4 separate regions of the Mus musculus genome follow, and regions 2, 3 and 4 are each linked to region 1. A link is a contact called in public HiCAR-type, HiChIP or PLAC-seq and Micro-C data. All regions are on one chromosome and are shown on one strand. Each heading gives the region's core, a stretch centred on a gene start, on an enhancer-like site or on the middle of the called end of the contact. The rest is flanking DNA. Distances are from core to core; before and after follow the strand shown.

What was found. A called contact is a pair of places that touch in the nucleus more often than the background predicts. HiCAR-type assays count read pairs that join an accessible place to other places. HiChIP or PLAC-seq counts read pairs in DNA pulled down with a chosen protein or histone mark.
Region 2: a HiCAR-type map of embryonic stem cells shows a contact between it and region 1, with 4 times the contacts expected there. The contact joins two enhancer-like sites. A contact is called at or near these places in 1 of 39 promoter capture datasets (neural stem cells), 11 of 115 datasets of contacts at active chromatin or transcription factors (the SCID.adh cell line, effector CD8 T cells, embryonic basal ganglia and 4 more) and 4 of 9 other capture datasets (adipose tissue, embryonic stem cells, liver and 1 more).
Region 3: a Micro-C map of embryonic stem cells shows a contact between it and region 1, with 1.8 times the contacts expected there. The contact joins the promoter of Tff2 here to the enhancer-like site in region 1. A contact is called at or near these places in 8 of 39 promoter capture datasets (the HPC-7 cell line, HPC-7-derived erythroid cells, embryonic stem cells and 5 more), 1 of 15 datasets of contacts at CTCF or cohesin (large pre-B cells), 13 of 484 Hi-C or Micro-C datasets (B cells, the Ba/F3 cell line, the P5424 cell line and 6 more), 6 of 115 datasets of contacts at active chromatin or transcription factors (T-cell acute lymphoblastic leukemia, differentiating embryonic stem cells, embryonic stem cells and 1 more) and 3 of 9 other capture datasets (adipose tissue, liver and pancreatic islet).
Region 4: an H3K27ac HiChIP or PLAC-seq map of embryonic stem cells shows a contact between it and region 1, with 8 read pairs. The contact joins two enhancer-like sites. A contact is called at or near these places in 3 of 15 datasets of contacts at CTCF or cohesin (all in embryonic stem cells), 64 of 484 Hi-C or Micro-C datasets (B cells, the BV-2 cell line, CD4 T cells and 31 more), 12 of 115 datasets of contacts at active chromatin or transcription factors (the HPC-7 cell line, embryonic forebrain, embryonic hindbrain and 4 more) and 4 of 9 other capture datasets (adipose tissue, embryonic stem cells, liver and 1 more).

Annotation. Positions count from the first base shown.
Region 1 is chr17:31,324,349-31,327,895 of GRCm38.p6, forward strand. Slc37a1 (solute carrier family 37 (glycerol-3-phosphate transporter), member 1) reads left to right here. Exons shown (of 20, transcript NM_001242427.1): 9 at 1,318-1,355. Among named protein-coding and RNA genes, the nearest start is that of Slc37a1, 30 kb to the left of the region's middle. Within about 2 kb of position 1,668, at least 75 of the 459 cell types and tissues checked have an H3K27ac peak or open chromatin away from gene starts, as enhancers often do. A contact at or near this core is called in the HPC-7 cell line, the P5424 cell line, T-cell acute lymphoblastic leukemia and 5 more, where this site is marked.
Region 2 is chr17:31,530,406-31,533,952 of GRCm38.p6, forward strand. It overlaps Ndufv3 (NADH:ubiquinone oxidoreductase core subunit V3), which reads left to right. Exons shown (of 4, transcript NM_030087.2): 4 at 705-921. The coding sequence ends at 847. Among named protein-coding and RNA genes, the nearest start is that of Ndufv3, 12 kb to the left of the region's middle. Within about 2 kb of position 1,571, at least 16 of the 459 cell types and tissues checked have an H3K27ac peak or open chromatin away from gene starts, as enhancers often do. A contact at or near this core is called in embryonic stem cells, where this site is marked.
Region 3 is chr17:31,142,770-31,146,316 of GRCm38.p6, forward strand. Tff2 (trefoil factor 2 (spasmolytic protein 1)) reads right to left here and starts at 1,513. Exons shown (of 4, transcript NM_009363.3): 1 at 1,401-1,513; 2 at 345-494. The coding sequence starts at 1,479.
Region 4 is chr17:31,477,584-31,481,130 of GRCm38.p6, forward strand. No RefSeq gene overlaps it. Among named protein-coding and RNA genes, the nearest start is that of Wdr4, 33 kb to the right of the region's middle. Within about 2 kb of position 1,743, at least 19 of the 459 cell types and tissues checked have an H3K27ac peak or open chromatin away from gene starts, as enhancers often do. A contact at or near this core is called in embryonic stem cells and extraembryonic ectoderm, where this site is marked.

The DNA.
Region 1 (3,547 bases), core at 418-2,917:
TCTATTTAAAGCTCTCTGTTCCGTTCACTTCCGTGTCCTCTTCCTCCTCTGTTCCACACGCTGCTCTCCTAGTGTGGGGGACGCCCCCGAACCCCATTCGCACCAGCTGCTTTGCCTCAGCAGCCACTTCCCACCCCTGTTCCTGCTTCTGCCTCTCTTGGGCTCTTCACTGAAGTATGTGGCTTGTCCCCCCTACGTGACCCAGGCCACAGACCTGGTCATGGTGCCCTAGTAGTCCCTTCATCTTCCTCCCTGAGCTCTGCAAGACTCTCTCCAGGGCCTGGTGCTCGCTCAGCTGGGCCTTGCTGTGCAGGACAGTGTCCCCAAAGCTCTGTACTGTCCCTCCCATGCTCAGGTCACCCATCTCTCACATGCCGATCTGAGCTTGGCCCTGCTCTCTCCCCTCCCCCGGGGTTAAGATGTTCTTCCCTCCTGTTCTTCATCTGTCATACCTGGGGCCTTTTCCTGGGTGGCAGGCAGAGACTGCCCCATGTGGAAGGCTGCCTGCCTCCCTGATACCATGCCAGGCCCCAGGGCTCTTCTCCCACATACACCCAAGTTCCCAGGGTTCAGGGACAAGCTGCTGTTTGTTAGGGGAGCTGAGTGACCACCCAAGGCCCAGAAGGTCAACGAAAAGATAAGCATCAGGTGACAGAAGGGACAGGGAAGGCCTTTTCATGACATCACTTTGTTGCAGCGATGCCAGTGCTCCATTTTCCTCCCGGAAGGCGTCTGATCTCCGCTCGCTTTCGTTTCTTAGAAATTCATTGTCCCTTACAAAGTTACAGATTCTGTTCTGAGAGTGCTTGGGTGCCTTTCTCGTGTTTCTGTGTCTGTCTAACCGGTCCAAGGGTCCACCGTGTCCTGGGCTCAAGCTGACTTATCCCACTATCAAACTCCTATTCATACCCTCGGGCTGCCACACGCCCATCCCCACTCTGTGGAAGAATGGGAGGGGAGGTGGGCTATGCCGTCCCCTCCCTCGATGGCCCCTTGGCCTGGGCTGTCTTCCTTCCTTAAGCTCTGTTTAGTTTAGTGGAGCACCAGATAAGAGTCCTATCCTCTTCCAGTGGACCTTGTTTCATGCATTCAAGGACATACAGCCAATAAAAAACGACAGTAATGAAACATACCCGGATGCTCTTGTAGTTCCCTCTTCTGTTACCACTGTGGGAAGAGGCCCTAAAACTTATTTAGCAGGAACACCGGGCGAAGATCGGGTCCATTGCCAGCAGCACCCTAAGCGCTGCTGAGGGCTCCAGTTCATTGGCTGTGGGTGGCGGTATTTAGTTACCCATCTCCTGTTTGCTCTTTCAGACCCTAAGGACGTCAAGTGCTCCTCCACCCTCCCCACGGTAAGAGCTCCTGTGTTTCCTGTTACCTCCCAGTACAGCCTGCTCCTCTTTACAGCCCACACTGCCAGCAAGGAAAGGCTGGCCACAGCCTCACGCATGACAAGAGTCTATCTCAGCCATTGCAACCCACTGAGCCCTTCCTGCTTCTAAGTCCTCCGCTCTCCCTACAGAGGCTACCTGAAACATGTCACCACAGCCTGGCCTGACATCCCTCAGTGGCTCCCATAAAACCCCCTCTACCTGTTTTCCCTCTGCCCTGTCAAGCAAGCGTTAGGCATATCAAGGAGACCCTTGCTCTAGGGACAGTGCCCAAATTGTACAGCAGGGGGCACCAGAGCCTCTTCCTGTTGAGGCTTAACAGCCCAGGGGTCCTGGGTGTATGTATGTGTGTGTGGGGGGGGTGGGGGGTGGAGAACATTCTGACACTTTATTAACGAAAAACAAAAATAAGCAAAGAAGGCTACTATATTCTAGAAATGTAGCCATGGTGGTATTTGAAAGTGTTCTCAAAGCCATGATGATTTCAGAGTCCAAGTTCACAGAGCTGGTGGTGATTTCATTGTGATCTGAGGCCTCCGTGAGTCACTGGGGTTTGGGGGGTGGGGTGGGGTAGCTCTAAACACAATAGAACCAGGATACTCACTTGCAGACAAGAAAACCTCTGTGGCCACATCCTGCAGCAGCGAATTCTAGAAGTGGCTTCTTCCTCATTGCTAGCTCCAGACATACAGGGGACCAGGCTAGGCACAAGCTCCTGCCTCTCCTGCTGGCACGTATGTGAGGTAGGGCTGAGTCTGCCCGATGCTATACGTGATCTTGGCCAAAAGGTCTAAGCATATCTTTATTAATTTTCTCCTTTTCAAGTCTCTGAGTGAGTCACCAGGGTCTCACAGAGCTCAGCTGCCCTGAGGGCTCGATGGCATGCTGAGCCGGAATCATAAACAGAACTGTTGCTATCTCCACCCTCTTAATGTTTCACAGTGGGGTTCAGCTTCAACACAGGAAGTCATGGGGGTACCCAGCCCTGGCGTAGCTGAGCTGAAGAGAAAAACCATGTCTATTAGGCCTCATCAGAATTCAAGGCTTTAGTGTTTCAAATGGGACCATCTGAATGGGGGAGGGGTGGGGCGAGAAATATTTACAAATTGTGTCTGGGCAGAGACCTGCATCTAGAATACTAACTCATTACTTAGACAGCCAAGGACAAGCAGGGTCAGAGGACCACAGCAGATATTTCTTCTAAGAAGACACACGGGTGGGCTGTGGGCAAGAAGTACGTGTGTCTCACCACTCGGTGTGAGCAGGCATCAGGCGACTTGGTCAAATCCACAGGGTGGCTGTCATGAGGGTTAGTGTGAATGTGGAGGGATCAGAACTCCCGCCTCCCTAGGGCGTATGGAAAGGGATGCAGCCTCGTGGAATGAACAGTTACATCTGACCCCACAGCCCCACTCCCAGAAACACACCAAGAGAATCACAATCACGAAAGACTTGGGCACACAGGTTACCCATAGGGTTATAGCATCCCAAAAATGGAGCAAAATAGACAACTGCCAGTTGATAAACAGATGCATTCAGTGTGATACATTCTGTGGTGAAATATTATTAGGCAGTAGGAGAAATTAAGCTCTGTTGAAGCCATTTGGCTGAACTAAAGAAGCGATTCAGAGAAAGCCACAGCATAAATACAGTTCCATTTGTATGAATGCTTGACTGCTGAGCTATAGCCCAGTCCCTGTGGGAAGCATCCAGAAGTGGGAAAAAATCCTGAGAACAAGCAGATCAGTGAGGGGAGAGGGGGCTGGGGGGACAGCACACAGTGACAGTGCTGTCCCTAAAGGTGAGGAGCATTCTGGGGTTGCGGTCAGTGCTGGATACAAGGCTCTGACTCAGACCACTGAACAGAAAGTCATGAAACAGCAGCATATTTCTGGTTGTTCATCACAATTTTTTTCCTGAGAATTTTTTTCTGTCATGAAAGAAGTGTTCATTTAAAAAAAAAATGTATTGGTGAGCTGGAGAGATAGCTTAGTGGTTAAAAGTACTGAGTTCAACGCCCAGCATCCACATGGTGGCTCACAACCATCAGTAATGGGATCTGATGCCCTTTTCTGGTGTGTCTGAAGACAGTGATGGTGTACTCGCATATACAAAAAACAGTAAGTATTGGGTTTTAGTGTGTAAGCATCTTC
Region 2 (3,547 bases), core at 321-2,820, 210 kb after region 1:
TAAGATTTTCAATTACTTAGGTACATAGATTTAATTTTTTCTCATTTAAGATAAAAGGAGAAATTACTATTTTTTTTCCTATGGTTTGGAAGGTAACAATTTTCAAAAAGTTAAAATGGCAAAGCTACAGCTCTTTCTGGGTTTGTGTGCCCATTTTCACCAATATTGTAACACTCAGGTTTTTCTCATATCTGCACATGCTTATTTCTATCACAGACAGACATCCAAAAGAATGTGATTTCTCTCCTGTGTCCATCTGTAATTCCAGATCCTTCCAAATGCACAGTGTGAACCCAGGGCTTAAAAATACAAAAAGGACGGGCAAGGTGCTCCGATCCTGTATAAGAAACGAAGCAGCCTTGTCCTGTCCCCTATCTGAGAGGTTAGACTCTGCCATCTTATTAACAACAACAACAAAAAGCAGAGAGTCTCCTGGCAGGCCTGTGCCACAATCTCGGGAAAGGTTAGCGTTTTTACAATGGCACTGCCTCCGTGTGCTTTGTGATTCTGCTCAGCCATAAGGTTCGGCATGCACTTCAGGTGACTCTTTTACATTGCCCTTGAAGATGCAGGGCTCTCAAGGTCTCCTGTCTGCTAGTTAGAAAGCTCACACACTATAAACTGGTAGTGTGGAGACTTCTGCTTCCTAAGCGCCCCAGACAGATTTGTGTGTCTGACAGCTGTCTTGTCACCTTTCTCCACAGAGCCCGAGCCGACTGACACCACCACCTACAAGAACCTGCAGCACCATGACTACAACACATACACCTTCCTGGACCTGAACCTGGACCTCTCCAAATTCAGGCTGCCACAGCCGTCTTCAGGACGAGAGTCACCTCGGCACTGAGCTCAGCTCAGGGTAGACCCCGATGTTGGTTCCCATGAATCCTTGCCTGTGAGAATAAAAGGCAGAGTCACAAAGCTCACTATGTGGTTATTTCCCCTCGCACCTCCCAGAGAATGACTTAGCGACACCCTGATTACTCGTATAGTCTACGTGGTTCTGTGGCATCCCCCAGTGGCCACAGTGAAGTGGTCACAGATTCTTCCAGGTTAGAGTCCGTAGCTCCGGGAGATGTTTAACCTCATCATCCCTAACAAGGCCAGAGGGAACGTTCTATTTCAGAGCACACTTAGGGACGGCTGTGTACCACACCCCTCTTAACTTGCCAGTCTACAGCCAGCCAGAGGGATCCGTAAAAAGAGAAACAAAGCAAAGTCGGGCTCACTCAGCCTCATACTGGTCGGCAGCAGTTTCTGCCAGGTCTGAGCCACAGCCCCAGTGAGCCGGGGAAGGCGTTACACTGATTTAAACATGACACAAAAATTGCAGGATATTTGATCACACTGTGGACCCTGAGATTTACTGGGAAAACCTGCTTTTAGTTGTGCTGTGGCTCAGCCTTAACACACACCTTTAATCCAAGAGCTTTCTGCTTGAATACTGGGAGCAGGAATAAATAAAGTCAACCATAGGCCAAGAGGCGGAGCAAACAAGCAGCTGACAGGAAGTGAGCATAGGATTAGTAAGAAAAGTACCATAGAGACTAAGGAAGTCAGGAGGACAGATAGAGAAACTCACAGGAAGTCGTTCAGTTTGAAAGGCTTTTTGAGTTGGTGTGGGAAAGGGACATGCCTTCTGGGACAGAGGAAGATGGTCAGCTGGGTGCTTTCTCTGCCTCTCTGAGCTAGCTACCTAAGCGTCTGGCTCCTGAGTCTTAATTGGTAAAATCGAATGATTGAGACGTTTAAACACGTTTTTGTTTAAAAAAAAATGTGTGTGGAGAGAAACTGGGGATAGGAGGTACACTCGTAAGACCCCCACCCTCGGTCGGTGGTACTTCACTTCGAGATGCCCCCAAATGAGACACCAAGACGCAGATCTATGCAAAAGCAAGAGGTTTATTTTCCGGCGCATGGGGTCAACCTCAATCAGTCCCTCAAGGCGAGTGACAAGAAGGTGACCCTGAATGGCTATTACAAACAGTTTTTATACTTTTTAGGGGCACAGGTTACATCAGCAAGGTTACAGTTCAAGCTTATTGGGTAAGCATATTGACCTTTAAATCTATTGGCTAGCAAACATGACACACATTTGAACTCTACCTGGGACTTTGCAGAGGGTCAGGTGACTATCAGTCAGTACATTTGGAAAATCTTTTACTCAAGAATGTTCCTGGGCTGGTGAGATGGCTCAGTGGGTAAGAGCACCCGACTGCTCTTCCGAAGGTCCAGAGTTCAAATTCCAGCAACCACATGGTGGCTCACAACCATCCGTAACAAGATCTGACTCCCTCTTCTGGTGTGTCTGAAGACAGCTACAGTGTACTTACATATAATAAATAAATAAATCTTTAAAAACAAAAAAAAAAGAATGTTGCTGTGTGTGGGTGGAGAGTAAGGGTTCCCAATAGCTAGGGAAAGTGATTGTCGCCTCAGAGACGTGGCAGGAGCCTTAGTTTAAATGCCTAATTGGCTGTTAGTACTGTGGCCTTGCATCATCCAAATAAGGACACTGCACCTTCCTGGAGTTCATGGGTACGTAGGGAGGTGGGACGGATGCAGGGTAGGGGGACAGTCTATGGGGAACCCTTGCAGGGACCCGCAGGATGGTAGAGGGCAGATTAAAGAAGCAGTCTGTGGGAAAGAGGCAAAGACAGACCACCACGAGATTGATAATGGGAATCCTAGAAAGGGGTCCTCAAGGCCTTAGCATGTGCCCAGGTGCTGAGCTAGCTAGCATTTGGACTGTCAGAAGCTGTGGACACAATTTGAGGCTAGTCCAAACCTCTGGCCTCTGGGAGAACTTAACTCACTCCTGTATTTTGTTGAAAGTGGAAAAAAAAAAACACTCTATAATTTGATTGATATTCTCACTCCCCTTCCCCCAACTATGGTGGTAGGCAGCAGTGTGGCAGAGGTGGAAAGGGTCTAGAAAGGGCATGTGAACGAAGCCAGGCGGTGGTGGCACACGGGAGGCAGAGGCAGGCGGATTTCTGAGTTCGAGGCCAGCCTGGTCTACAAAGTGAGTTCCAGGACAGCCAGGGCTATACAGAGAGACCCTGTCTCGGAAAAAAAAAAAAAAAGGGCATGTGAGCATGTGAAGGTTTGAGATTCTGTCCCCCCTCTGGGTGAAGACTTACACAGTAAAAGACACTTAAAGCTCCTGCTAGTCTTGGTGCCGAATGGGATATGGAAGAAGGATGAAGCCGGCACCAGCAATGATCAGGATACTGCCATGCTCAAGAAGTGGGTGGTGAAGTTGAAGCCCAAGACAGCCATAGTTCAACCACCATCTTGAAAGCCAGTCCAGGCCATGGTCTCTCCAACCTCATGCTCATGCTGACATGGGAGAGCCCCAGTGAACAGAGAGGCACTTGCGGCTAAGCCTGATTACTTGAATTCAAGCCCCAGGGCCCACCACATAGGATAGAACTGATTCGCACATGTTACCCTCTTACTTCAATTCATGGCCATGGCATGTGCATATCCACATACATACATATACATTATATGCGCGTACATATTAAATAAGCATCATTGGGCT
Region 3 (3,547 bases), core at 263-2,762, 180 kb before region 1:
GGCAAAGCCCATGCCTGCGGTGAACTCACACACAGCTGGCATTCTTGTGCGTACTGTATTCACAGTTTGCCCTGGCTTGAAACCCATCATATCTGATGCCTCCACGCCCCCTTCCCAAGCTGCTTTGGAAGTTACATTTTTATGTACAGGCCAATGGTAGATTTAGGGTATGGGATGGGGATCGGGGAGGGGGTAAGGGTATAGAAGAGGCATTTAAGGCTTCCTTCGTGTTAACCTGGGCTAGCTCTAGCTCAGCTAGGCTTCCAAGCACCTGCTGTAGACCTTGCCCAGGGCCAGGTCCTAAGCCGACAGCTGGCAGAAGGACCTGGCTCTCCAAAGTTTACCTTGGTTTGGAAGTGGGTGGAAACACCAAGGGACCCCAGCGACGCTAGAGTCAAAGCAGCATCCAAGATCAAAGCACTGCTCACTGGTGATGCCCGGGAAGCCACAGTTCTTTCTGTTGTGGGGTGTCAGCCTGGAGCACCGACAGGGGGCTGTGGATAGAGCGAGCCATCATGGTCATCCCTGCCCAGCATGCTAGATGCTTCTTCCAACCTGCCCTGGGAGCTTAGGACACTTGCAGAATCTCATTGCCCAAGGGGTGACATGAGGTCTTATTTTGCCCATGTTAAAGCTATCTGGCTTCCTCCTGGGGAAACCAGGGGAGGCTTTTATTGAAACCATTTCATTTGTGAAAGAAAGAAAGAAAGAAACAAAGAAAGAGGGAAGGAAGGAAGGAAGGAAGGAAGGAAGAAAGAAACAAAGAAAGAAGGAAGGAAGGAAAGAAGGAAAGAAAGAAAGAAAGAAAGAAAGAAAGAAAGAAAGAAAGAGAGGAAGAAAGAAAGAAAGAAAGAAAGAAAGAAAGAAAGAAAGAAAGAGAGGAAGAAAGAAAGAAAGAAAGAAAGAAAGAAAGAAGAGAGGAAGAAAGAAAGGAAGGAAGGAAGAAAAGAAAGAAAGAAAGAAAGAAAGAAAGAAAGAAAGAAAGAAAGAAAGAAAGAAAGGAAGGAAGGAAGGAAGGAAGGAAGAGGTAAAGAGAGAGAAGGGAAGGGAAGGAAGAAGGCGACACAAACCTTCTGTAAAGAGGGTGACTCTATGAACCTATGCAGAAGTCAAGGTCACAAGATAGGCCCAAGACAGCAGGCCCTCCTGTCCTCCTAACCAGGCTGACACCTGTAGACATAGCCCTTCTGAATAAGAGATTCTGGGTGAGCTTCCCACAGCAGCACCCAGACAGCAGGGTGCTGTCTAGCTCCTTGCAATCTGTCACCCTGCCTTTGTCCTTTGAGGGAACATAGAGAAAAAACCCACCTAGTCCAGGTCCTAGATGAACTACAGCCCATCACTCAAGGGGGCTCAGATCCTACCTTTCACCTGCTGGGTCTCCACGGACTTTTACTTACAAGGTTTCTCGCCCTCTACCAGAGCATGCAGTCCCAAAACCAGGACCACTGCCAGCAGGGGGGCACCTCGAGGTCGCATGTCTGCTCCACTGGACCTGGGCAGCCTGCAGAATGCCCAGTTCCCACCAGCTGGCATTTTATTGGCTCCTGTTTGTTTGCTCAATGGCCCTGATAACTGTCCCTTACTCGTGGCCCCAAGCCTCCTAGGTTCTTTGTGCAGAAAAGCTGACATGGCTCCAAGTGGAGGCCCAGAGGAGGTGGGAAAAACCCCTCCGGACATGGGCTGGGTCAGGCTGGGTCGTGCCAGGTTACTGAAAGGGGAATGGGCCACGTATGCAACTGGAATAGGGCACCCACAGGGTCACACCCAGGAAGGGATTAGCCTCGTGGTGTTACTCTGGGTAAGGTTTGTGCCTACTGTAGAGACTTCTTAGGTTTTGTTTTTTGTTTGTTTTCTTTTTTTGTTTCTTGTTTGTTTGTTTTGTTTTGTTTTTTAAATATTTGAAGTGAATGACGCTATGGAGAAACAAAGAGCACAGAGAGAGAAGGTCATTATATCCAGGAGCCTCCCAGGGGAGGGGGAGCATCTCCAGGGGACCCAGTCTGCATTCCTGATGCAAGGCACACCCTACTTCACCTGGCTCCCTGCCAGCCCCAAGGACTGTTGTACACAGAGACCAGCCGCCAGGGCCTAAGGGAGCCGTCATGGGGCAGGCAGCTTTCTTCATCCCTGAAGCTGGACACTCTTTGCCCCGTGGGGATACTTCACTTCCCTCACACAGTGCCTAGGACTGAGATGCCCACCCATGAAATGCCCCGGAGAGGGGATTTGTAAAATGGACACCGAGGACAGAACCCAGGGGATCAGGACAACTCAGAACAGAAATGTCAGAGGAGAGAAGGAGAGGGACTGTGTGTGTGTGTGTGTGTGTGTGTCCTTTGGGGCTGAAGGAGTCTGCCCAGCTGTGGGAGATAGGCTACAGAGTCCATGACTCGGATACAGAATTTAAAAGCCTTGGCCCCATCCCAGGCTCTAAAGAGCAGACCTAAATCCTCAAAACCTCACCTGGATCCTTGCAAACCCAGCAGGGCTCTATTTCTCTGTGGCACATCCCAGCGGTTCTTTATCTCTGTGTTTATTACGTATCTTTGTTGTTGTTGTTGCTGTGCTGTTTTGGTGTCAACTTGACACAAGCCAGGGTCATCTGGCAAGAGATGGAAAGCAGACTGAGTAAGCCATGGGGGGTGGGTGGGGGGAAGCCAGTAAGCAGCATTTCTCCATGGTCTCTGCTTCAGTTCCTGCCTCCTGGTTCCTGCCTCCAGGTTCCTGCTTGGTGGTCCTGTCTGACTTCCCTCAATGACTGACTGATAGGGATGTATTGGATAAATAATTGCTTTTCTATCCAGGTTCCTTTTGGTTATCATAGCAAGGGGCAGTCAACTAGGACAGCCATCAAGATGATAAGACTTGCCAAGAACCCATTTTCTTGAACATCCTCATTCCTCCCTCCTCTCTGGCCCACATCCCAACCCAAGTTCCCCTGCCCCATCAGGGGTTCCGCCAAAGCCACCTGTCCCCTGAAGAGACATTTATCTTTCCTTTGAGCATTATCCCTTCCCCCTGTACAAGCCTGTGTCCTGATGAACAGGCTATCCATATTATGAGCACTGCACCCCCGCCCCATTCCATATAAAGTCAAGGGTACTGCACAACAATAGACAGCCATATCTGTGGGACCAGGCTGTGGGCCAATCACAGAGGCTCAGGAGAACCCCACAGCTACAGTTTCCACTTTATAGGAAAACTTATGGGTGCTGTGGATACAGACTCTGCACTGTGCCACGTCTATTGCACCTGCCTCACTGGGGTCCACTGACCCGTCTCTGATGACAAGGACTCAGTCCCAAGGTCATTGGCCCAAATCTTGGTACAGGCATAAACGGCTTCTGAACCCCAGGCAGGTCACATGCAGACTGATGGCTGCCGGGCTCTGTATCTTCTGTATCTTCTCCTGGACTCTAGGAACTTCCCCTTCTCTCTCTCTCTCTCTCTCTCTCTCTCTCTCTCTCTCTCTCTCTCTCTCAGAACCTGAACTCTCCACGGACAAAACACGGGCTTCTTTCCCGTTCAGTACACTCTCGCTTCT
Region 4 (3,547 bases), core at 493-2,992, 150 kb after region 1:
GGTAGTGACCCTCTCTGTCTCTCTGCCTCTGTCCCTCTCTGTCTGTCTCTCTGTCTCTGTCTCTTTGTCTCCCCCTCTCTCTTTCTGTCTTTGTGGGGTATGCACACTCGTGTGTGTGTGTGTGTGTGTGTGTGTGTATTTTCCTCACCATGTTGCTGAGGCTAACCTCAAACTTTCCATGTAACCCAGGCTAGCCTTTGGCTGGCCTTTGGATTTCAAGCCCTCCACCTCAGCCTCTCAGCCTCTTACCACAGCGACTGCTCCCATCTCCTTTGACCTACTCGGTTCAGCCCTCATCTCTTCTTGGTTTTGCTTTTGTCTGTCACCTTAATCCAGAGGAACTTCAGAAGCCCTCTGTCACCCTGCAGGACAGGACAGTCACCTGCTACGCTGACCAGAAAAAGACCCTCCAGTCCCATCTGCTCTTCCCACCTTACCACCAAGGACTTCCCCCACCCGACCCTGCCCCCAGGCCTGGGATCCTGACTGACTGCAGTAGGAGATTCCTGAGCCCTCTGGGAATGAATGGGGGAGGGGAGGAAAGGGGACCAGTCTAAGTAAGTGGCCAGCTAGCAAAGTAGACTGACTAGGACTCTGCTCTGGTAGGGAGAATGCAGAAGACTGGTGGACCTGCTTCTGTCCTTAGACATTAGGACTTGGGAGTCTCCCAAGACCCCAGAGTCACACCCAGCCTGAGGTTAACAAGAGCTGTGAACATATATACTGCCCCATCCACACCAGGAGGACCAGAGACTGGAGACTTAACTGGGGTCACTCAGGAAGCCTTCGAATGCCTTCCAACCTGCCCATATCGCTTCAGTAACGTAACCTCTCTGCACAAGCAACTCTTTTTTTTTTAAAGAATCATTTATTTATTTTATATATATGAATACACTGTAGCTGTCTTCAGACACACCAGAAGAGGGCATCAGATCCCATTACAGATGGTTGTGAGCCACCATGTGGTTGCTGGAAATTGAACTCAGGACCTCTGGAAGAGCAGTCAGTGCTCTTAACCACTGGAGCCATCTCTCCAGCCCCCACAAGCAACTCTTAAACCATTCAGCTAACAAACTTACGGTGCTAGTCTTCCGCCATCACCAGACTCTAATTATGCCACCACAGAGCTCTCTGAGCCGTCCCTGCTCACTTCTCAGATAAATTAGTCTCTAGCTTGTTGGGCAGGACTCGGGCCACCCTTCCCCATAGTCTTTAGTCATACCTCTGGCTTCCCAGCATGCCTTATGAAGGAGGATGCTCCACCCCTTAATTTGCATACTGCAGATGGCGATGGGGTCTGTACCTTTTCTAAGTTTTTGTTTGTTCACTGCCCATATAGCTTTCCTCTTCAGTGAAACCAAACCTTTGTTCATTTTCCTCGTGGGACCATCTTTATCGATCACAGGGGCTCTTTATTTTCTGAACTCAGAACCTCGTGGTTATTGTTATATTTTCATAACCGACAGTCTGGGATGTTCTGGTGCCCCAGCATGGCACTAAGAGGTCATGGGTATGGAGTCCAATGACTGAGTGTAGCACCTGACGAAAGAGACACAGAATCCTGCGTGTTCTTCACCCCGGGGGAAGACAGATGCGTTTCTGGCCCTCAAGAGCCTGCTGCAGCAGACCACCCAGACACCTGGCTTCCTGCCTGGGAACTGGGAGGAAGCCTGTCTGCTGTGCTCTATCCCTGCACGGTGTATAGGGGCAATGAGCACCTGTCCAAAGGTGACACAAAATTGCTGCTTCCGACCTCTGCTGTCTTTGTGCAGCTGCAGCAGCCTCCTCTCCCCTAGAAAGTTCACTCCCAGAGTTCCAGACTCTGGGTCAAAGGTCAGTTGCATCTGTGAAGCTCCAGATAAAAAAACATTTCTGGGTGGCTTCAAGTGACTGCTCCCCTGGGCTGCTTCTGCCTCCGGCTCCCCTTCCCTCCTTCTCTTCCCCATCTCTCAGTCCCTCTCCCTCATGCCCTGCCCCCCCGGGGAATGGAACTCAGTGCTTTGTGGATAACGCAGGACACTCCCATCATCCGGCCTAGCCTGCATCTCCTCACACCATCTCCTTGCCTGGATAAAGTTCATCCTAGATGGGGGAAGGACGCTCTGTCTCCACTCTCCTCCAATACCTGATGTAAGGCCTTCCCTAACCATCTGTCTGAAAGCTTTTGATCCAGCCTCACCCCTCCTCCTGGGCCCCCCTCCCCTTCCTGGTCTTATTGTCCTTCAGTGTACTCTAAGGTGACCCAACCTTGTTCCTGGGCTGAGGCCGGGATTTTTACTCCCCAGCTGTAAGTCCCAGCCCTTCTGAAGACCTCACACTACCAACGTCACTGATGGGTCTTCTCCTTGTCTGTGCTGCTCCCCCTAGCACTGGGTGCACCCATGAGCTCCGTGTGTGGGAAGTTTGGGCTGCATCCTAGGATCTCCTGGTTCATGCTAAGTCTCATTGCCATGCCTAAGATATGTGGAATTGGCCAGGTTAATGGGTGAGAGTCCTACCTGGGCTCCTTCCTGCCTCGGTCGTTGGAACTGCCCTGTGACCTGCCTCACATCTCAGAGTCAGCCAGGAACTCCAGGTCTCCCCCACCCCCACCCCTCAGATGTCAGCATAGATACCAACTACTCCACACAGTTTCTCCTGGACCCACAGGATATAGGGCCCCTATCACAGTGTTACATCCTGATTGTGGGTGATCCAAATTGCTCATGTAGGCAGGTGCCCTGCAAAAACCACTTCCCAGGAAACCAGGAAGCACACTCCTTTAATCTCAGCACTTGGGAGGCCGAGGCAGGTGGATCTCTGAGTTTGAGGCCCACCTAAAGAGAGTCCCAGGTCAGCCAGGGACACACAGAGAAACCCTGTCTCAAAACAAAAACAGGGCTGGAGAGATGGCTCAGTGGTTAAGAGCACTGATTGCTCGTCCAGAGGTCCTGAGTTCAAATCCCAGTAACTACATGGTGGCTCACAACCATCTGTAATGGGGACCTGATGCCCTCTTCTGGTGTGTCTGAAGACAGTGAGAGTGTACTCACATTAAAAAAAAAATCAAGCTTAAAAACAAAAACAAAATCAAACAAACTTCCTAGATCCTGACCTTCAGGGATGATTTTCATGGGTACGACTTCTTAGGAGCTGAAGGAAGGAAGGAAGGAAGGAAGGAAGGAAGGAAGGAAGGAAGGGAGGGAGGGAGGGAGGGAGGGAGGGAGGGAGGGAGGGAGGGAAGGAGGTGGACATCTGAGATCACTCACCTACACAGTCACATAGGAGACAAAAATCACATTGCAAATATCACTGGGCAGAAGACTGTTCCTATAGGTATGTATCAAACATGTACATAAGTGCCCATGTATGTCCACTCATGGACATGCATGCACATGTCACCTCCCTGACCTTGCTCACAGCTGACAGCAAGGGAGCTTAGAGAGAGGAAGATGTCCAGCATCCAGCAGTTTTATAGACCTGCCAGCCGACACAATGAAAGTAAAGATGATCTGGGTGACCTTCAGGAACAGGGAGGACACGTACGGTGGAGAGCTAGGCTGTGCAA